Regions from separate parts of the Mus musculus genome. Here region 1 is linked to region 2. A link is a contact called in public HiChIP or PLAC-seq data. All regions are on one chromosome and are shown on one strand. The core of a region is the stretch at or near the end of the contact, and the rest is flanking DNA. Distances in the headings are between cores, read along the strand shown.

Region 1 (3,280 bases), core at 290-2,789, 140 kb after region 2:
TAGAGACATACAGAAGCAAGAGTTAAATGAGATCATGAAAACTTCCACCAAGATCTCAAAGAAGTGCAGACAGGGGGGGGGCAGGGGGAGAGCGAGCAAGATGCTGGGGCAGGCAGTGCATGGCAAGACCAGTCCCTGAAAGGGTAATACAGGAAACTGTGAGAGTAGAGACAGTGTCACCTGACACCCCAAGAAGTTAGCAATGCCAGAGAGATGGGATACCTGCCAAGGGAGGGTATAGGAAATAGAGGCAGACAGACTATAAGAGAGACTATGTATGTGGGCTCTGATATATTGTCAGTGCTATAACTTTTTGTGGCTTTGGTTTACTCTTATGGCAGTTTTTAGACCACTCGTCCTTTAGGAATCGCTTATGGGGAGAGGAAATGCTAAGTACTCGCCTTTGGAAGAGAATATCACAGTACTAAGAAGATGGTCAATTCTAAACCTAGCTAATGGAGAAGCGTTAGAGGAGGTTTGTTCCAACTACTCCAGGTCCCAGGCCTGTCTCCTACTGTACCTCTATTGAAGCCTTTATAATATTTTAATGCGGCACAGAAATTACAAGAGAAACTCGTTTTGTCCTGGAAACATACAACCTTCGAAATAAGAACATGGTGTGCCAACTGCCCAAGGTTAATTCCCTTTCCCGTTAGGGATTTCTCCTAATCAGACTACTATGCCTTTATCCCTGGAGGTGCAAATAAATGTTTAACTTAGCGGATAAAACGATCAAAAAGCAAACTTCCTTTATCGCCCTCCTGAAACATCATATTCATCTGAGGAGAGGAACTTCCTGTGAAGAGACGGTTTGAAGTCCTCTAAGTCACTCAGTAGTCACCGCTAAACAGTCTAATCTTTAACCAATGAGAGATCTTAATCTTTTTCCAGCAATCCTGTCACCAGCACTAGAGCTTCGATTGGAGGCACTGTCCTCAGAACTCTCTGGTTTCATTCTGCCACGATGCTTGCACCTAAATTTTCTTCTTAGGAGAGAAAGCTAGTCAAAATGCCAATTCTTTTCTTAACTCATTTGACCTTCTAAGAGGCAGAGAAGAAGTACAATCGTAGACTCCTGCGATGTCCTGGAAACTTAAAAGTTGCTAAAAACTGGAAAAGGTGTAGTTATCAGTCTAATTACACAATCAAAGGAGAGATCAGACAGAGGTTTTCTAGGCAAATACAAGGTTGTATAAAGCCAAACTCATGGAAGCAGCCTGCATTTCACTTTGGCTTCAGGGAATATGGAGGGGTAAACTCAAAAAGGTTCATCTCCTCATGGCATTTTGAGACTTTGAGAAAAACAAATGTGTCAACAAATAGTGATCGTGACAGAAAGTCCATTCTTTGAAAAGCAAAATCAAGAATAATGGGGGGGGGGATGCTCTGAGAAAGTTTCACATTCATCCATACCGCCTCTGCTCCACTCAAAGGAAAATTAAAGACATAGAAAGCCTCACAAACGTAAGCAGGTCCTTTCAACAAAAGCAAGCAAGGGTGACATCCCCAGTGGATAAAGCAGTAGTTCACATTTGTGAAGCATAAGAGCTCCCCCACAAAAAGACCAGGAGCAAGAGGGAACAGCAAGAACACAGAAGGCTGGCTCCTCAGGCTGGCATGAGGCATTTTTTTTTTTTCAAATCCAAGTTAGACTTTTATACTATAATTAAATTTTATAAGTTTCACATCTTGTGTCACCAAGCTAAATTGAACCAATATTTAATATTGAAATACCACATAATATGCTATATAATTTGAACACATAGCTTATAAATAGTATTTAGAGTTGGACTTTGAACAAAAGCATCCTTCGAGGGCTTACTAATCACCCTCCTTCAGGTAGTAAGTGGGTAATTGTTGAATATAATACATACACCTGTTTGATAGTTATATACACATTCAGATGACATATTTCCAATTTTATTTGCTATATTGAATTTTAAAACAGAAATACTGAAAAATGTAGATAATTATCACTAATAATAATACTTCCTGAACAAATAATTATTAAGGATAACTTTTTGATTATACAAAGACCATACTTAATCCCAAGAACACTATCATGAAACTGAAACTTTCCTTTAGTTGGGAATATAGAAATAAGGCTTAAATTATCTGGGTATCAATTACAATGCTGAAGTCCAAGACTATGACTCACTAAGATCAATAACCCAAGAAATGCCTAATTTTTAAAATAATTCATACTAGAACTATTGAATAAATAATAACTATGCACCCAAAGTAAACTAGTTAATAATAACAATAATAGTATCAAAAGATGGCCTAGTCGGCCATCACTGGAAAGAGAGGCCCATTGGACACGCAGACTTTGTGTGCCCCGGTACAGGGGAACGCCAGGACCAAAGGGGGGGAGTGGGTGGGTAGGGGAGTGGGGGTGGGTGGGTAAGGGGGACTTTTGGTATAGCATTGGAAATGTAAATGAGCTAAATACCTAATAAAAAATGGAAAAAAAAAATTTCTACCAGCATTTTTTTTTTTAAAGCATCTGGGATATGCTAGAAACTCTTAAAGGAGAACGAGCCACCCATGAATGCAGAAATAGATCTGTCCCTATTGAGTCTGCCTGTTCTGTGACCTTCAGGAAATAAGGGGTCTGTTTTGCCACTGACTTAATCTGAAAGAGTTGTCAGAAAAGAGACCAGCAGGGAGGGATTTGATGTATGCTCAAACCAAAGTTTTGATATGGTAGCTTTCAAACTAACATCTGCATAGTTTAAATGATGTCTATGTTAGCATATCATTCATCTACCTGTTCTTCAAGGCAGGCCATGTGGGTTCAAAGAAATCCACTAAGGTAACACTTGTCTCAGTATGTTTGAGCAGTGGGGCAAAAGACCTGCCCTGGCCCCTCAGATATACCATCACAGAACCTAAAGGCAGAGGAGTCAGTGAGTACCTCTAAGACTGGAAGAATGGACCAGAGGAATAGAGCACACTCTTGTTGACTGTTATCTGCATGCATGCAGAGAAACCAGAGTGATGGCAAGTTCCCAGGAATGGTCCCTCTCATTCAGAAAGGCTATTAGCTAAGAAATGGCGGGGGGCTTGAGAAGAGAGAGGAATCCAAGTGTTCTGCCTGCAGAGAGGGTTTCCAGAAGAAGCTTGTATATAGCAGTGCAGAATCCCAACTGAGAGAGCCAATGCCTCCACACCCACTGATTTTTACATTGACAAGCGTTTGAGATGAATTCCTTTCTCCCTAATCCCAAAGGCTTTTTCAGCTCCTTTGAGTTTCTCTAATGCCACCTAGGAAAATGTT
Region 2 (3,457 bases), core at 953-3,452:
AAACAACAGTTAGACAAATGTGCAAAACCAAGCAAAAAAGAGACATGGGGATTGTCGTCATGAGCAGACAGAAATTATTATTTTCATTTTGGCAAATTTTTAATTCCCTTGTTTCTGTATGTATGTATGTGAGTGATGTGTGCAGATGTGTGTGCCAGCCTGAGGGCCACCTTGGGACTTGTTCCTCAGGCTTCACCATTCTCTTTTGTTCTTTCTTCTAAACTAAAGACAAGTCTTTCTTTAACCCAGAGTTTGCCTGCCTCTGCCTTCCCAGGCCTAGGATCATGATCATATGCCACCACACGTGACTGTTTGGACCTTGCTCCTGAAGCTCGAACTCGAATCTCCATGGTTGCAAGGGAAACCCTGTATTAAGCGGACCCCCCACCCCCAAGCCCTAACGCCTCAGGTCATTATTGTTTGTACATTTTACCTTAATTTTCCATCATCCCAATGACAATATATCCTGAGATTTTCAGTTACTACTTGTTATTTACAAATTCTTGAATACTTCACAAATTCATTATTTTTATCATTCTTTTTTTTCGTTACTGCTTGTTTGTTTGTTTCTTTGCTTGCTTGCTTGCTTGCTTGCTTGCTTGTTTTTGAGCCAGAGTGTACTCTATCTATCCTGGAACTCACTGGATAGACCAGGCTAGCCTTGAACTCAGAGATCCATCTGCCCCTGCCTCCCAGATGCTGGGATTAAAGATGTGTGCCACCACAGCCGGCATATTTTTATGATTCATAAAGATATACTAAGGAATTTTCAAAAGCCTTTACATTCCTCTTCTATACCACAGTTAACTGCGGGAAGAAATGTCTCAAGTATATCATAAGAGCACTTTTTTTTTCCATCTACAAACACAGACTTGGCATATCCTGAGTAGAGCCTAAAATTAAGTTAGAATTTTCCACTCTCAATTGATTTCGTACTTATAAAATAATATCCTAGCCTTAATTTCTAATCAAAGTTTATTGGAATACAGTTTAAAAATTATGTCTAACTTTTCTCAAAAGTGGGATGTTCTAGAAACTAATTTCACTTTGATTTAACTACTTATAGTTTTACTTTGTTAAAGTACTGCATTAGCGTTTTAAAATAATAATCTATAGCACTCATAAACACATTTTCACATTGCATGATTATCTATTTGTCTGGTCCAGTCCCATCAGCTGCTTTTAGGAATCACTGTTTTCTATTCCCAGAGGATTACTAGAAGAGAAAGTGATTCTGTAATCAAATACTATACATCCAATCGTATTAGTTCCCCAGAAGAACAGAAAAAAGTTCTCCCAAAGTTGGCTCTCTTGACCTACTCACATCCCCGCCTAGTTTTGCTGTTAAACCACAGTAATCACCAATCCCATTCTGCCTCTTCTGCTTTATTCTTCATGAACCAGCTCACCCCACAGTGGTCCACAGTAGCCTCTCCATCCTCACACCCAGATTACTCATCCTGTCTCATTCATGAGCATCTAGAACCGTCTACCTCTGCTTCTGGGGCATCCAGGGTGTCAGCGAATATAGCCCTCTCTTACATGGGGCTATGCTCATTTCCACGGAATAGTCAGGACCTGTGTAGATGCCTGCACAGTCAATCTAACGGCAGATGCAGGAACAGGATGAAGATGATGTAAAGGATTGAATGGTTGCAATGTTAAGAACAGCATCAAATTCAGAGGGTGTAGAGATGAAAATCTGGGGAAGAGTGCTTGCTGCACAGTATGAGGACCTGGGCTGAGATCCTAGTGCTCAAGTTAAAAGCTATGCATAACTAATGCGGATGCTGAGAGCCCCAACACAGTGGACAAGCTGAGACAGGAAGATCACTGGAGCTTGCTAGCCACCAGTCCAGTTCCAGGATCAGTAAGAGGCCCTGTGCAGAGGCATAAGGCAGAGAAAGGCAAACAGGACAGGTTCCTGGTTTCCAAAAGAGTGCATACTGGTGACACAGCTGCATACACATGTGTGCATACATCAGACACATACATATGCATGAAATAGGCATACATATAAGTATTCATTTATAATTAAGATACAAAAAGAATGGGTTATGAAAATCACATGACAGTAAATGACCCAAACATCGCTTAAAAGTACAGAAGGATCCTTGAACTCAGACAAAGTAAGCCTTCTCATTAAAAGGCTGCTTCCTCATTGGCTTATGACAAAATACGAGCGCAATTTCCTGTCCCCACAACACTGCTGGTTTCTCTTCTTGATACAAGCAGATTTGCCAGCCTCCTCAGTCAAGAGAAGCATCCCTCCAGAAACAGGGGTGAGTATGAGATTAAAACCTAGAACAAGATTTCAAAGTAGATAGTATACTTTTTAGCATAATGATCAACAATGTAACATTTCCTCTGGTTTGGGCTTTGTGAGTGTAACAAGATCAAGTTTTGTGAGAGAGATGCAAATGAGGAAGACACATGGTTTCTTCTACTTTGAGCAGTGGTATGGGGATGTCAGAACTCAAACTTAGAACTGGTTAGGTGATGATATAGGTATAACAAAGGGGACCATGTGTGCTCAGCGCTCTCCTCGGGATGCAGTGTGTTGGCAAACTGATGGTTTAGAAAGAATCTCTACCATCCTGGACAGGAAAGCTACCTGCTATTATCTCCCCACCAGTGCACGAGTCTAGGAATAGCTTTTACATTCATCGGAAATCATGTGAGGTTAGAAAATTGTGTTTCCAGCATCATTAAGCATCCGTTGTAACTAATTGTTAACAAATAACTGTCATAGTACCGGAGACATGTGGAGACCTGATAGGCAGCAAGCATGCTTTAGGTGAAAGTGTTTCTGTAATGCTGTATGCAAGCAATTTGCTTTTAGCTATCGTCATCAATTATTCATATTACTTTTAGAGCTACACCATAGATTGTCTTTTTCGCGCTTCGTAAAATTGAAACTTAGATCATTTGTATTTTGAGGGAGGGTGGCAAAAATTCTCAAAATTTCACTAAAGCATCCTAAATAATATTTGGAAAGATACGGGAATAATATGTTCTGTATATCCTTTTTTTAGATGCATTTTTCATTGACTTAACTAGAGCTATCTGCAATGCTGGCTTGGCATCACAGGTACAAGATCCCTAGGCTAGCCTGTGATGTGCTTGCCGGACAGTCAAGGATGACTTCCTTTTAGGAAATCTGTGGGGCAGCGGAAGGAAAAGCAGTACACTGCAGACGCTAACATATGGTGAAGGCTTTGCCTGTGCTCCCCTCTTGGCCCCACAGGGCATCTCATTTAATTCTCACAGCAACCCCATGGCCTGAGCACTAACTTACAGGAGAGGAAACAAACTTAGAAAAACCACAGATTCTTCCCCCCCTCCCGCCCCCCTAAGAACTTTGAGAACCTTTCCAAAAGCAACCACAAGCACATACTGCTGCCCCTGTTACTCAACAGACACGATGCTATCTGCTTCATCAAGCTCCCCTGGCTGG

The links. HiChIP or PLAC-seq counts read pairs in DNA pulled down with a chosen protein or histone mark.
Region 1: a contact with region 2 is called in an H3K4me3 HiChIP or PLAC-seq map of the SCID.adh cell line, with 13 read pairs. The contact joins the enhancer-like site here to the promoter of Gpr65 in region 2. A contact is called at or near these places in 2 of 39 promoter capture datasets (embryonic stem cells and trophoblast stem cells), 3 of 484 Hi-C or Micro-C datasets (bone marrow-derived macrophages, cerebellum and nephron progenitors), 2 of 115 datasets of contacts at active chromatin or transcription factors (CD8 T cells and the SCID.adh cell line) and 1 of 9 other capture datasets (pancreatic islet).

The regions. Positions count from the first base shown.
Region 1 is chr12:98,408,227-98,411,506 of GRCm38.p6, forward strand. No RefSeq gene overlaps it. Among named protein-coding and RNA genes, the nearest start is that of Gm40893, 110 kb to the right of the region's middle. Within about 2 kb of position 1,540, at least 6 of the 459 cell types and tissues checked have an H3K27ac peak or open chromatin away from gene starts, as enhancers often do. A contact at or near this core is called in the SCID.adh cell line, where this site is marked.
Region 2 is chr12:98,266,433-98,269,889 of GRCm38.p6, forward strand. Gpr65 (G-protein coupled receptor 65) reads left to right here and starts at 2,203. Exons shown (of 2, transcript NM_008152.3): 1 at 2,203-2,282.